Linked DNA regions of Triticum aestivum: region 2 is linked to region 1. Evidence: chromatin contacts called from public Hi-C data. All regions are on one chromosome and are shown on one strand. Each heading gives the region's core, a stretch centred on a gene start, on an enhancer-like site or on the middle of the called end of the contact. The rest is flanking DNA. Distances are from core to core; before and after follow the strand shown. Region 1 has its middle 150 kb from the start of LOC123078420. Region 2 holds the start of LOC123078421.

What was found. A called contact is a pair of places that touch in the nucleus more often than the background predicts.
Region 2: a contact with region 1 is called in a Hi-C map of leaf, with 6 times the contacts expected there. The contact joins the promoter of LOC123078421 here to the enhancer-like site in region 1. A contact is called at or near these places in 2 of 5 Hi-C or Micro-C datasets (both in leaf).

Annotation. Positions count from the first base shown.
Region 1 is chr3D:278,349,712-278,352,769 of IWGSC CS RefSeq v2.1, forward strand. No RefSeq gene overlaps it. Among protein-coding and RNA genes, the nearest start is that of LOC123078420, 150 kb to the right of the region's middle. Within about 2 kb of position 1,775, at least 1 of the 8 cell types and tissues checked has an H3K27ac peak or open chromatin away from gene starts, as enhancers often do. A contact at or near this core is called in leaf, where this site is marked.
Region 2 is chr3D:278,564,520-278,567,568 of IWGSC CS RefSeq v2.1, forward strand. It overlaps LOC123078421, which reads left to right and starts at 1,356. Exons shown (of 3, transcript XM_044500925.1): 1 at 1,356-1,710. The coding sequence starts at 1,458.

The DNA of each region.
Region 1 (3,058 bases), core at 525-3,024:
TATGTTTCATCTTTTTTGAATTCATTTTTGTTTTGATTTTTAACTTTCGCTTATATTTCGAAATATTGTATGTCTATTATAAAAAACAATTTACATACAAAATTTGAAAAACGTTAATCTTGCATTAAAAATGTAAATGCATATAGAAATATGTTTCTGATGAATACAAAAACTGTAAAACGCGTATGAAAAAATATAAATTAAGAAAATAAGTTTTCAATTGTGTTTTAGTTTTTTTCAATCATTCATGAAAAAATTGTTAAATGCTTATAATTTTTTTTCCAATGTATACGAAAAATGTATAAAAAATGTACCATTTGTATGGAAAAAAGTAGACATAATAAGTTTTCGAAAATGTTAATCATGTATTTGGACAATGTTAAATGTGTGTATAAAAATGTTTCTGATGTATATAAAAAAATTGGAATGTGTAAAATACACATAAAAAATGTGTTTAAATTTTTTAATCAGGAATAGAAAAAAGGTTAAATTTGTATACATAAAATGTGCCCGATGTATACAAAAAATTTACAATGTTGATAGAAAAAGTGAACATAAAAATATATGTTTAAAATATTCATTATCTATTTTATGCATGTTAAACGTATATAGAAAAAATGTTCCTAGTGTACACATAAAATGTACAGTGTGCACGAGAAAATAGACATAAAAAATATAAGTTGTGAAAAGTCTTAATCATGTATTTGAAAAATATTAAACGCATACATAAAAATTGTTGCTGGTGTATATGAAAAATGCACAATGGAAACAAAGAAAAGCTATACAAAAAGAAAAGGAACCACAAAAAACAAAGGAAACAAAAAAAAGTAGCACCAAAAAAGATGAAGAAAAAACTAATAAAAACTGTGAAGTAAACGAGAAAATTGATGAAAAAGTGAAAACCAAAGAAAACCGATGAAGAAAAAAAGAAAACCGATAAGGAAAAAAGGAAAAAGAACCAGATAAAACCATACATAAAAATGAGCGAGCAACTAAACTAGCGAGCGAGCGACAATGCTAAAAGATCAGCCTATATGCGCGAGCCCTTCATACGAGATGAATGCTAGTCTCGCTATAAGCGAGATATAGAATTCGTGGCAAGCCTAACTTGGATCATCCAGAATAGAGTGAACGTATATATCGAATTGTCGATTCGAGGCGACGCTGATGTCAGTGGACCGTCCCATTCGAGCAGCACAGTGCTTTGATTGTGCTAGCTACATAGTGTTGTGCAATCACTGACCTAACCTGTAATAAATACAGAAAGAAAATAATATAGGTACTAGTCCCACCTTATTTTGGGTACTGGTCCACATATTTGATACTCCTATTTTGCCACCACCTGATTATCTCTGATAGACGGTTTTTATTCTCTTTTACTTTTTTGTGTGAGGTATATTCCCTTTTACTTTGTATACAAGATTTGTCTGAGATCAAAGTTCATAAAGTTGATCAATTTTATAGAAGAAAAATCAAGATTCATAATATGAAATTAATATCATTAGATGTGTCATGAATTTGGTTTTTATATTGTATAACTTTAGTATTGTAGATGTTGATATTTTTTATATAAATATGGTTATTTACGACTTTTATATGCCAAATAAAAAAGACCGAGTGAGTATACTAATTAAATGATTGGCCGTTACTAGTCGGGCCACAAAACTTTGCCCAAGATATCGAAGGAGGTCCGGCCTGCATTATTGGAGTCCGGCACTCCACACAGAGGTCAAATCGCGGTAACTGCTGAAAGCAACCATTCGCAGAGAAGAAGGAAACTACTGAAAGCAACGATCCTCATCAAAAAGAAAAAAAAAACTACTGAAAGGAATGGGCGGTGCTACCGAAAGGAACGGGCGGTGCCAGATTCAAACGAAACGGTATTGACGTCCTATCCTATCCTGCCAAACAGCATGGCACACCCACGGTACTTTTCTCGTGATCAGTCAAACGTGTCACTCAAGATTATATCCCGTAGCGGCTGCGTGGCTAGCAGCAGGTGCAGAGTGACGTTTTTCTTCCTCTTGTCGTATAGGTGGAAGCTTTTGATGAAGTAGTGGTCGATGGAAAATAATTGGAGGGAGCGAGGCGGCACATTGGCCAGCCGACGTGTCCCGTTGTGTTCGTGATAACAACGAGATTTGCTACAATCTTGTCAGTGTACCCTAAGGGCAACTCCAACACACGACTTCATCTTCTTCGCGTTGGTTCGTTTGGGCCAAAACGGGATGGCTCGGCCCAACACGAGGCCGCATCCGTATTTTATGTCAGTTTAGCGTTTGATCCGTCCTATTTCCGGCGCAAACATGCGCCTGGTTTGCGCCCAAACGGCCAGACACACGCTTGCTCGTCGCCCGCCTTGAGAACGCGTAGCGGCCGTTCACCTACCTCAACCGCCCAAAATTAATGCGACGCGCGGTGGGGCCTGACTGTCATTCACACGGGCGGAGGATCGTCGTCCTTTTTAACGTGGAAGTCGTGGACCGGCCAGTTGTCAGCACCACTGACATACCGGACCCGCAGGACAGCCAAGCTGGGCCGGAAGGAGGCCGACCCCAGCGCGTGCCCAAGGCCAACCCTCGAGTCTATGGGCCTGACTGGGTTCGGTGAAGCCCAGCCGCACTCACTACTTAACCAAGACCACCCGATGGAGCAAGGCATCCAGAGGATCACGACTCGGCGGCGGCGGCAAGAACCCTAGTTTCCTATCGTTCCTCTCCATTCGTGTAATCCAGCTTGTAATCAGATTGAGATAAACACTTGAGGCAATAGATCGATCCCTCCACTCTTATCCTAACACTTGGTATCAGAGAACAAACACCACCCTCCTCTCGCGCGATCTGGCGCAATTCATCGAAACCCGTCGTCTTTGGCAAGCTCGGGTTCAAATCGAGGCCATGGATCCGACCATGAAGGAGTACATGGACAAGATCACAAGCTCCATGGAGGAATTTCGGCTGGACTCCGCAGCAACACGGCGGCGATCCACGCAAACACCGCCAAGCTGGACGATCTGACGGCCTGGCGGTCCAATCTGGAGCGCCGCGTCGACCAGCTC
Region 2 (3,049 bases), core at 106-2,605, 210 kb after region 1:
TCGACGCGAGGAATCTAATGGTGAAAACAACTCGAGATTTGGACGGGCGATTTAAGAGATAAAACGTTTTGAATAAACGGATCTACGAAAAAAAGAAAAACTCTCATGTTACGACAAATAGTGCACATGCAATGTGCCACTTGTCGCAACCTAAGAAGGTGGGAGTGACCTTTGAAAAGAATGCTCGTTAATTAGTGATTTCGCTGAAGGCTACGCTGCTGGGCAAGTCACTTCTAACACCGGTTAGCATAGGGAGGGAGGTAGGGAGATTCTCAAAGAATATCCTACTTAGTGCTCACAGCGAAAGATATTCCGTTAGATGTAAAACCTGGACTGGGCCTTGCCCAACTTGGTAGCTTGGGGGTACACATCGCATATTTGGTTCTACCAATTTTTATTTTTATTTTATTTTGTTCTTTTTGTTTTTATGTTTCTTTTATCTTCCAATAGTTTCTTCTCTTTTTAGTATTCTTATTTTTGAAAATTCTTCTTTTACATTCTAATAAAATAGTATTTTTGATTCGCTAACACTTTTAAAGCCCATGCATTTTAATATCCATGAGCAATACCTGAATTAAAAAGAACAAAATTAAATCCGTTGATATTTTTAAAATTCATATATTTTTTAAAAATACAAAGTTTTTTATATTCATAATTTTTTTTCAAATTCACAAAGATATTTTAATTCATGATTATATTTTTAAACTTGTGTACATTTCTTAAATCCTGGAAAATTTTTATTTTTTATGGGAAAAGGGTGAATATTGAAAGAAAATCCATGATTTGTTTGTATTGTGCACATTTTTTGGATTGACGGATTTGTTCAGACCATGTCCTAGATTTTTCGAACATACAAGCGAGCCTGTGATAATTCATGAATTGATTCAAATTTGAAAGAAAAAAGCTATTGGAGCCAGAATCTGCTGGTTTTTTTGAACTTCACGGTGAGTGAGGCGTCGCTACAGAGACACGGCCCACCTAGCACTATGTGATAATATGTCGCTTAAGGATTACTACCTTTTTATGATTTATTAGATCCATGTGCATTCCTAGATTGATAATTTGAATACAGTCATATATTATAAAAAATATACCATTACAAACTTCAAAAATAATATTTTCTAATAATGATATACCTTTTGTAATACCTAATTCATATTAGATTTGTATAAAATTGATGACCTAAAGGTATGCGCATGACCTAAATCGGAGAGGAGGGAGCTCGATATGCACACAAGAAAGGAGAGCCACAGTTTGTTTGTTTTTTAGGCAAAGAGAGCCACAGTTGTGGTTAGCCCTCTTTTCTGGGTTAGCTTGGGCCCATCTACTAGGGGCTCTAATCCTGACCACCAGGCCCATTTGTCGTGAGACCATCTCTCACCATAGGTCAAGCTGCTTTGGAAGGCGGAAGTGGAAGCTAGGGTTTAAGAAGGTCCAGGACGAAGTGGATCACGGCGATGGCGTCGGCGAAAATCCTAGCGCGGGCTGGCTCCTCCCTCCTCGGCCGCCTCCTCGCCTCCCCGCCTCCGTCTCTTCTGCGGACCGGACCTCCTCTTCCGTCGCTGCTCCATAGGATCCAGCCGCACGTCCCGCCGCCGCCGGCGTCGGTGGACGCACACGAGGCGGAGGTGGTCGCGAGACTAAATTCGCTCCCCGGGGAGATCTCCTTCCCCTGCGGCCTCCCCTCTCTCCGGTTCCTCATTGACGATGGTATGACCTCTCGCATGCTCTACCCCACTTTCCCCTTAAGCTTTCTAGAATATTTCGCTGCATCAGACATTTGGATCGTTGGCCTTTAGCTGTACCGTTGTTGGATAAATGGTGAATGAGAGATGTATAAAGTGGGGAAATGTTGCATACAACTCGCTGTCTACAGATTGCGGAACTCCTCATAAGTCTCTTGCGAGCTAGAAAGTTAATTTTGACACTAGCACTTGTCTGGGGCTGTGGGGGTGGTTGAAAGAACTGATAGGATTGCTTCGGAAATCCTACTTCACATTGATTGTCTGATTTACTTGGTTGATTTGGTGCACGAGCAGCTTAGTGTTCTGCAGTCCCATTATGTCATTAGTGCCTCTATTCATTTTTTTAATACCAAGTGCCTCGACTCGTGGTATGAGGTGTTGGTGGTTATTTGATATGTTTATTATACACTTAGCAGACATCTCCGGCGCATGATAATTTGAGTAAATTGCTGATAAGTTGAGGAATTGTGTCCTGTTTGATCTGGCTCGCTAAGCTTAGCAGACATCTCCGGTGCATGATAATTGGAGTAAATTGCTGATTAGTTTAGGAATTGTGTCCTGTTTGATCTGGCTCACTGATACAAATAAAGGTTTGGTGCCTAAAATAACCAGTACTTAGCCGTCACCCACCTAGTAGCTATCATACGACCTACCCAGCTTAACAAGCGAGTAGAGTGACTCATAGCTTTATCTATTCCTTTTATATGGTTAAATATACGGTTTACTGGAACCATTTTCAGTACACTGCCAATGTTTTGTAGGTTTGGTTCACATTTTCTCAAGCTACAAATGACAGAGTTTAATCAATTCATTTCTTGCAAAGTTGCTTGCTTTCGATGTAGTGATGTTTCTTATATTTGTTCAGTTATGTACCTCACTCACAAAAAGTTTGCAATCACTGTTTTGTAGAGAATCATGCGAGCATAGGAATGCATTATACATTGTTTTAAATTTCCAACTTGTCTTTTTATGCTTGGATATCAACCAGGGTAACAGAACATAAATTTTATGGATCACTGTTTTGTAGATTTCATCTGTTTATGGAGCACGTGGAACCATGAACACTGTTCAGCAAACCATATTATAATAAAGACTTCATGAATTTTGAAAATTCCTCAACACGTGGACATGTGATTTAGGAAGGCTTGGATTCCCTGGAATCTAAAATGCTCAGAGATACTTGAGAAATACTCCTGTTTTTTGCTATTACGAATAGTTTGACTGAATGGAGCACATAGTGTGCTGATCTTTTGTTATTTTTGCCGACCATATCGTTTCATTGTTTTTTGGTAAGTGCCGCAGAA